Regions from separate parts of the Astyanax mexicanus genome. Here region 2 is linked to region 1. Evidence: chromatin contacts called from public Hi-C data. All regions are on one chromosome and are shown on one strand. Each heading gives the region's core, a stretch centred on a gene start, on an enhancer-like site or on the middle of the called end of the contact. The rest is flanking DNA. Distances are from core to core; before and after follow the strand shown. Region 1 overlaps zfand4 (zinc finger, AN1-type domain 4). Region 2 overlaps marchf8 (membrane-associated ring finger (C3HC4) 8).

The links. Hi-C and Micro-C count contacts between places; a contact is called where the count stands out from the background.
Region 2: a Hi-C map of muscle shows a contact between it and region 1, with 18 times the contacts expected there. The contact joins two enhancer-like sites. A contact is called at or near these places in 2 of 3 Hi-C or Micro-C datasets (both in muscle).

Annotation. Positions count from the first base shown.
Region 1 is chr7:28,558,927-28,561,930 of AstMex3_surface, reverse strand. It overlaps zfand4 (zinc finger, AN1-type domain 4), which reads right to left. Exons shown (of 10, transcript XM_049481180.1): 9 at 2,662-2,716. Among protein-coding and RNA genes, the nearest start is that of marchf8, 12 kb to the left of the region's middle. Within about 2 kb of position 1,495, the one cell type or tissue checked has an H3K27ac peak away from gene starts, as active enhancers do.
Region 2 is chr7:28,748,865-28,751,921 of AstMex3_surface, reverse strand. All of the region lies in intron 5 of marchf8 (membrane-associated ring finger (C3HC4) 8), which reads right to left. Among protein-coding and RNA genes, the nearest start is that of vdac2, 32 kb to the left of the region's middle. Within about 2 kb of position 1,386, the one cell type or tissue checked has an H3K27ac peak away from gene starts, as active enhancers do.

The DNA of each region.
Region 1 (3,004 bases), core at 246-2,745:
TAGTGTTTTTCCTTCTCCCGGTAATGCCTGGTTCACATAACACAATATGACGGGTGGGTTCATGCTACATGACTGGTCTGAGATATGGGGTCAAGAATTAGTTGTAGGTAGTCGAGGCTCTTGACTCCTAATCGCCGTCTGGTTTAGATATTTAAGATGTTTGCTATATTTTTGCAAAGCATCTTTCACTAGTTCACACTACACGACTGAGTGAGCGCAGAGAGATCGCTGATTTTGGTAGATCACCTCTAAGCAAATGTTTTTGTTGGAGATCTACCAAAAACAGTAAGGGAATGGAAAATCAGGCAAAAATAATGTGGTGTGAGCAAAGCAAAATCCAGTAGAGTAACACATTACACTTTTTTTTTACTTTTGCTGTAACAGTTAATTTTTTTGTAATCACATTACAGTTACAGCTACAGCTACCTTAATAAAAAACAGTTTCCTTTAAGCCCAACACCTAATTCATTTTTTGCCGTCTTCTGCCTAATTTATTCATGCTCTTTAACAAAGCTGCCTAATCAGCTTGTCACATGACTGTAAACACACACAGTACGAATACAGCCCACAATAGCAGATGATGAAACAACATTGTCATTTAGAATTTGCTGAAAGCAATTTTGAAAGCTTTTTTTAAGTATTGAATGAGGGTGCATGCTAAAATACAACTCGAGGCTAAAGAGCCTGTGCTGAAGGACAGAGTGTCCTAGTATCACCCAAACAAGGTAAACAGATACTTAATTTATTAATGTATTAAGTAACTTATAGCAAGGTATTACTGACCAACAATTTTCTAATGTTTAAACAAATTTGGATTTAAGAAATATAAACAAAAAGTGTGGTTAAACTTATTTTATAAACGTTTAATGTTGCAATTTAGTTCCTAAATGAATTAAAAAAAAGGAAAATAAAATAAAACTGCTTATTTCAGTACATTTATATGGGTGTATTTGTATGAGTGTAACTTAGAAGTTAGTAAATTAATGCAGAATGAGATTTGAATTACATTTTTTCAAGATGTATTGAATAAAGTAATCATACTACAATTTAAGTAATGAGTAATCTGTAAAATCTGTAGTTTTTTATTAATGAACTTCCCCAACACACCTGTATTAAATAATAAGCTTATTAACAAGCCCTTTCAGAGTTACTGGGGGTAAAAACATTAAATTATGCAGGGCAGGGTGCATCCAGAACACAGGTTGGGAAACATTGCCACAGACAACCAGTCGAGCTTGTTCTGTATACGATTAAATATTCCAGGGTTCTTACAGCATGGGGCAGGTCTTCTCTAAATAAAAGAAGCAAACAGTACATAAAATTCAGGTCTCTAACATAGCACTGATTGTGTGCATAAAACAATAAATAATTACACATAATGGCAACAATTAGTCAGGTTTCTGCTACCAACAATAACTTTTTAGGTTGAGCAGTTATCGAGGCACAAAAAAGTAGGGGGCGAGGGAAGCGCACAGCAATACGATAAAGGAAGCGTTGTGTGACGGAAACAGTCAGGAGAAGCACTAGGCCAGGCGCTGAGGCATGAGATTGGATTTATAGCTGTGTTCCTCTAGAGCTATCAGTTCTGAAGCATGCTTCCACAGATGTGCTTCTGTGCCACTGACAATCTCTGATATGACAGCACTGGCAGTGATATTTCTGGGAACATTTCAGAAAAAATCAAAAACACCAGCTGCTGGAGAACTGTCTAGCACTGAAACACAGAAATCCATCCCTGAAGACTTCTATGTTTCCGCTGTCTCAAATGATAAGTATGGTAGTTGGCGTCTTGTGGAGCTGCATGCTGGCTGTGTTACTCTGTGAGTATGTCTATACCATGTGTGATAGCGTGAACATGCACACGTGAACATGCGTCTGCATGTTGCGAGTGTTGATTGGGGAGGGTTTATGGTTTACATTTCCTGTTGCTTGGTTCCTGCTGGCAGACGCTCTTTCTGTGAACACTGGTGAATAATTGAAAACGTGCTATGCCACTGCTGGGCCCATACAACATGCATCAAGCTCATAAAGCAGAACTGCTCCCCTGCTAACCTCGGGGTCAAGGCTGCATTTTCATCATGACACTTCTCAATATACCACTGGTGAAAACCCACACACAGAGGTAGTCATAACAAAATGAAAACTGTGTGTTTCTTCAGTATATTTACAGCTCATCACTTCACTACTGCCTGATACATAAATAACAAAAGGAGGTCATGCAATTTGTTTGAATTCATGTCAATGCCAATTTAAACCACAGTGACGATAAAAATTAAACCAAGCAGAAACCAGTAGTTCAGTGGCATTTTGTTACTTACTAATAACAACAAAACACATCCCTTCAATGAGATAACGAACCTAGCTATAAAACAATCTATTTTGATATCCAAACAGTGTAGTTTCTAAAGCACAGAAACACAACTGTGCGTCAGCAGCCTCCCACTCTTCAGGAGAGATAAGGCATTCCACTGAATGTGTGCAGTGTAGCATTAAATAGTTGTCTGGGATGCAGAGAGATGGTGAGTGAGGTGTGTGAGAGAGAGAGAGAGAGAGAGAGAGAGAGAGAGAGAGAGAGTGTCTGTAAAGCACTGAGGACAGTCACGACACTCCCGACAACACTTCACACAAAGCGCATCCTGATCATAAAGTCAACAGACTCACCTTGTCTTTTTATTGAACTGGAGGATCCACTCGAAGAGCCCAGCATTCCTGAGGGCTGAAAAGACATGATTCTGTCAAACTGACACCCCAGACAAGAAAAGTTAAAATGCTTTGTAAAAAAAAAAAAAAGGACAATCTAAACACTACTCATATTAACAGTAACCAGTTAACGACAGGTATTGACAGTAGTGTGTTTTTAATGTCCTACCAATGTTGTTGGTATTGGTGCTATACCTGTTGGCACCTGTATCAAAACTCTGGCTTTTGCACTGAAACTAATTATTATTATTATTATTATTATTATTTGCATTACTGCACTGTTAGAAGTGCATATAATATAAAG
Region 2 (3,057 bases), core at 137-2,636, 190 kb before region 1:
AAAACAGCTAGTGTTCAGCATATCAACAGTGTTACAGGGTTTATTACAACATGAACTTAAATAAAATACATTACCTTAAATATCACTAATTACAATGATATATATATATATATATATATATATATATATATATATATATATATATATATATATATATATATATATATATATATATATATTTAAAATAATTTTATCTGCATGTGTATATTATATATGTTTTTAGAGTATCATAGGACACAAGAACCAAAAAAAGTAATTACAGTACATAAAAATAAACTTACAAGCAATGAAAGAAGTTAATACTCATACATAACATAATAACCAACACAGCTTATTCAAATTTCCATCAGCAGGACTGGAAGCTCTGTATATCTAAATACAACACTTATCAAATTTGACTCAAATTTCTATACTTTTAACACTTGGTACTTCAAAGCACAGTGTTTCCTCCATGCCTGGACATTTAGCATACCCAATCTGGCAACATTGCGAGCGGGTGTACACGGTTTAATTCAGATGCTTCTCCATGTAGTTCATGGAGGAGGATTATTTTTTTAAACAGTGTAAATATAACAGTCAGAGAGACGATCACTCCATGATTAGCTCAGAGCTTCACTAACTTTAATTCAGAGTGTGTGTGTGTGTTTAAGCGACAGGTGCAGGCTCATGATAATGACAAAGAAGTGTCCGAATTCACTCCTGTTTTCACCACTATTTAGTGAACTAAATAATGTCTACCTACATAGCTAAACACTAATGAGGGAGTAGGGAGCCATTTCGGTCACAACCAAGGACACACAATTATTCCCTCAGTGTCACGCTGAAGCACACACACAGAGAGTCCATTTGTGATTCAGAACCCATTGCTAACAGCTAACAAGTTAGCTGTGATGGTTAAAAGCACAAATAGCCCCAATGTAAGCAGTCCTGTAGTGAAGCTGATGGTGCCCTTGTGCTGCTGAGAAGTGCTGCTGTTCAAAGTGAATCTGAAAGCAGTTCACGTCAATCTTAAGCACTTCAAACAGACAGCAAACAGTAAAAATCAGGGATGGACTGCACTTTACTTAAACTTTTTATTTTGGTTTTAGAATTACGCTTAGAAAAATAAAAGGTTCAGTGACACACATGATCTTTCTGGGTTTTGGAACCGATTCTTCATTATTTCATCAACAGGAAAAACAAGATCCGAGGCCGGTTGCCTCCCTCTGTGCATTGCTAAGTCCTTACAGAGTTTATTCAATACTTCTGTGTATAGGCTTGCGAAAGTTGGCTGTCCTACAGGCAGATTATGAGACAAAGCTTAAGCAGATAAAGCAGCCAAGCCATAGCAAACAAACACCCAGCCACACCTTATAACGGCAGAGCGTAGACCTCCGCCAACAAACACATCTGCCAACCATCCTCCACGACCCTTAATTCATTCCCGACAGAGAGGGAAGGGCGCGGGGACGTTAATAAGGAGTACAGAAGACAGAAGACAGGAGTAGTTTCCATGTTTGTGTTGAGGAACAGCTTTTCAGATTGAAAGATCTGAGCAGGGTAATGATTATTTCCATGCTGGCCTTATCCGGTCAAGGCTTTACATGATTAACAGACAGTGAGATCAACAGGGATGTAATAAAAATATGTATCGATACATAAAGTGTAGTGTCAAAGTGCCTTTAAATATAGTTACTTAATTTTTTTTTATCACAATATCAGATAAAATGCAACAGCAATATGGCAGATTCTTAAAAACAGCAATTCAAATACTTCCTCATGCAAAGTACAGTGATTTGAATTGACTTTTTGTTGCACTTCATGTAATTAAGCATGATTTTTAAAATATTTTCTGTAATTATTTGTACAGTTGGGTGAATGTTCTTTAAGCAATGCAGATACTGCATTCTCGATATGCTCAAAAAAAACATATACGATAAGAAAACAAATCTCGATTCAATACAATATTGTCATATTGCCCTGATCCACATTAAAGTATCTATTGTATCACTATTCAGAAACATGGGGCCCCTTCTTACATGCCTATTGCTAACTTACACCCCGCCAACAGTCTATTCTCATGCCTTGAACCTGTGTCATTTCAATAGCTACTAAGTTTGCAAATGTATCTACGCCAATAAACACGGTGGTCAGGAAGTGAGGTGTGTTCAGGTAAATTTCTGGCTTATTGCTATCTTGGCAACGCTGGGGCACACCTTTATATTAACAATAAACAAAATAAAATTACATTGCTGTTCCCATAATTGACCTGCTTGTGCAGCCTTAACGCACAGGTCAGTTTCCTCTGCTGAGAAGTGCAGAAGCTTTGCGCTGTTAAAATGCCAATCTGCCAAAGTCAGAGCACATCTGGTTCTTAAAGACAATGGTGAGTAAAATGCTTTTTTGGGTGTGTATTCCAATCATTTGTTATCATTATTATGAAAGCAAAGACATACTAACACAGCCTAATTTAAGTCTTGACTTTCAATTTCAAAAATCATTCAGGTGCAAACTCAAACTACTAGATATCAATGTTGTAAGCTGTCGTTCGATCCCACTGTTATAATAGCAAATAACTTCAGATTTAGATTTAAATTATGGAGCGAATGTGTATTTTTATATTATTTTCTGAAAATGTACAATATATTGCCTTGCTTACAGTATCACAATATATTGAGACATTTAATGTCTGTAACACTGGTATTGTGATACATATCGTATCGCCAAACTCGCCAATACACAGCCCTATAGAGAACAAGAGATAAAACAAAACCTGCTTTATCTCTAACACACACAGAGACACATAGAGACACACACAGACACGGAAAAGCACACAAAGGCACGCAAAGACACACACACACACACACAGACACAGAAAAGCACACAAAGACACGCAGAGACACACACACAGACACAGACACGCACACAGACACGCAAAGACATGCAAAGACACACACACGGACACAGACACGCAAAGACACAAAGACACACAAAGACACACGCACACAGACATGCAAAGACACAGACACGCACACAGACATGCAAAGACACACAGACACGCACACAGACATGCAAAGA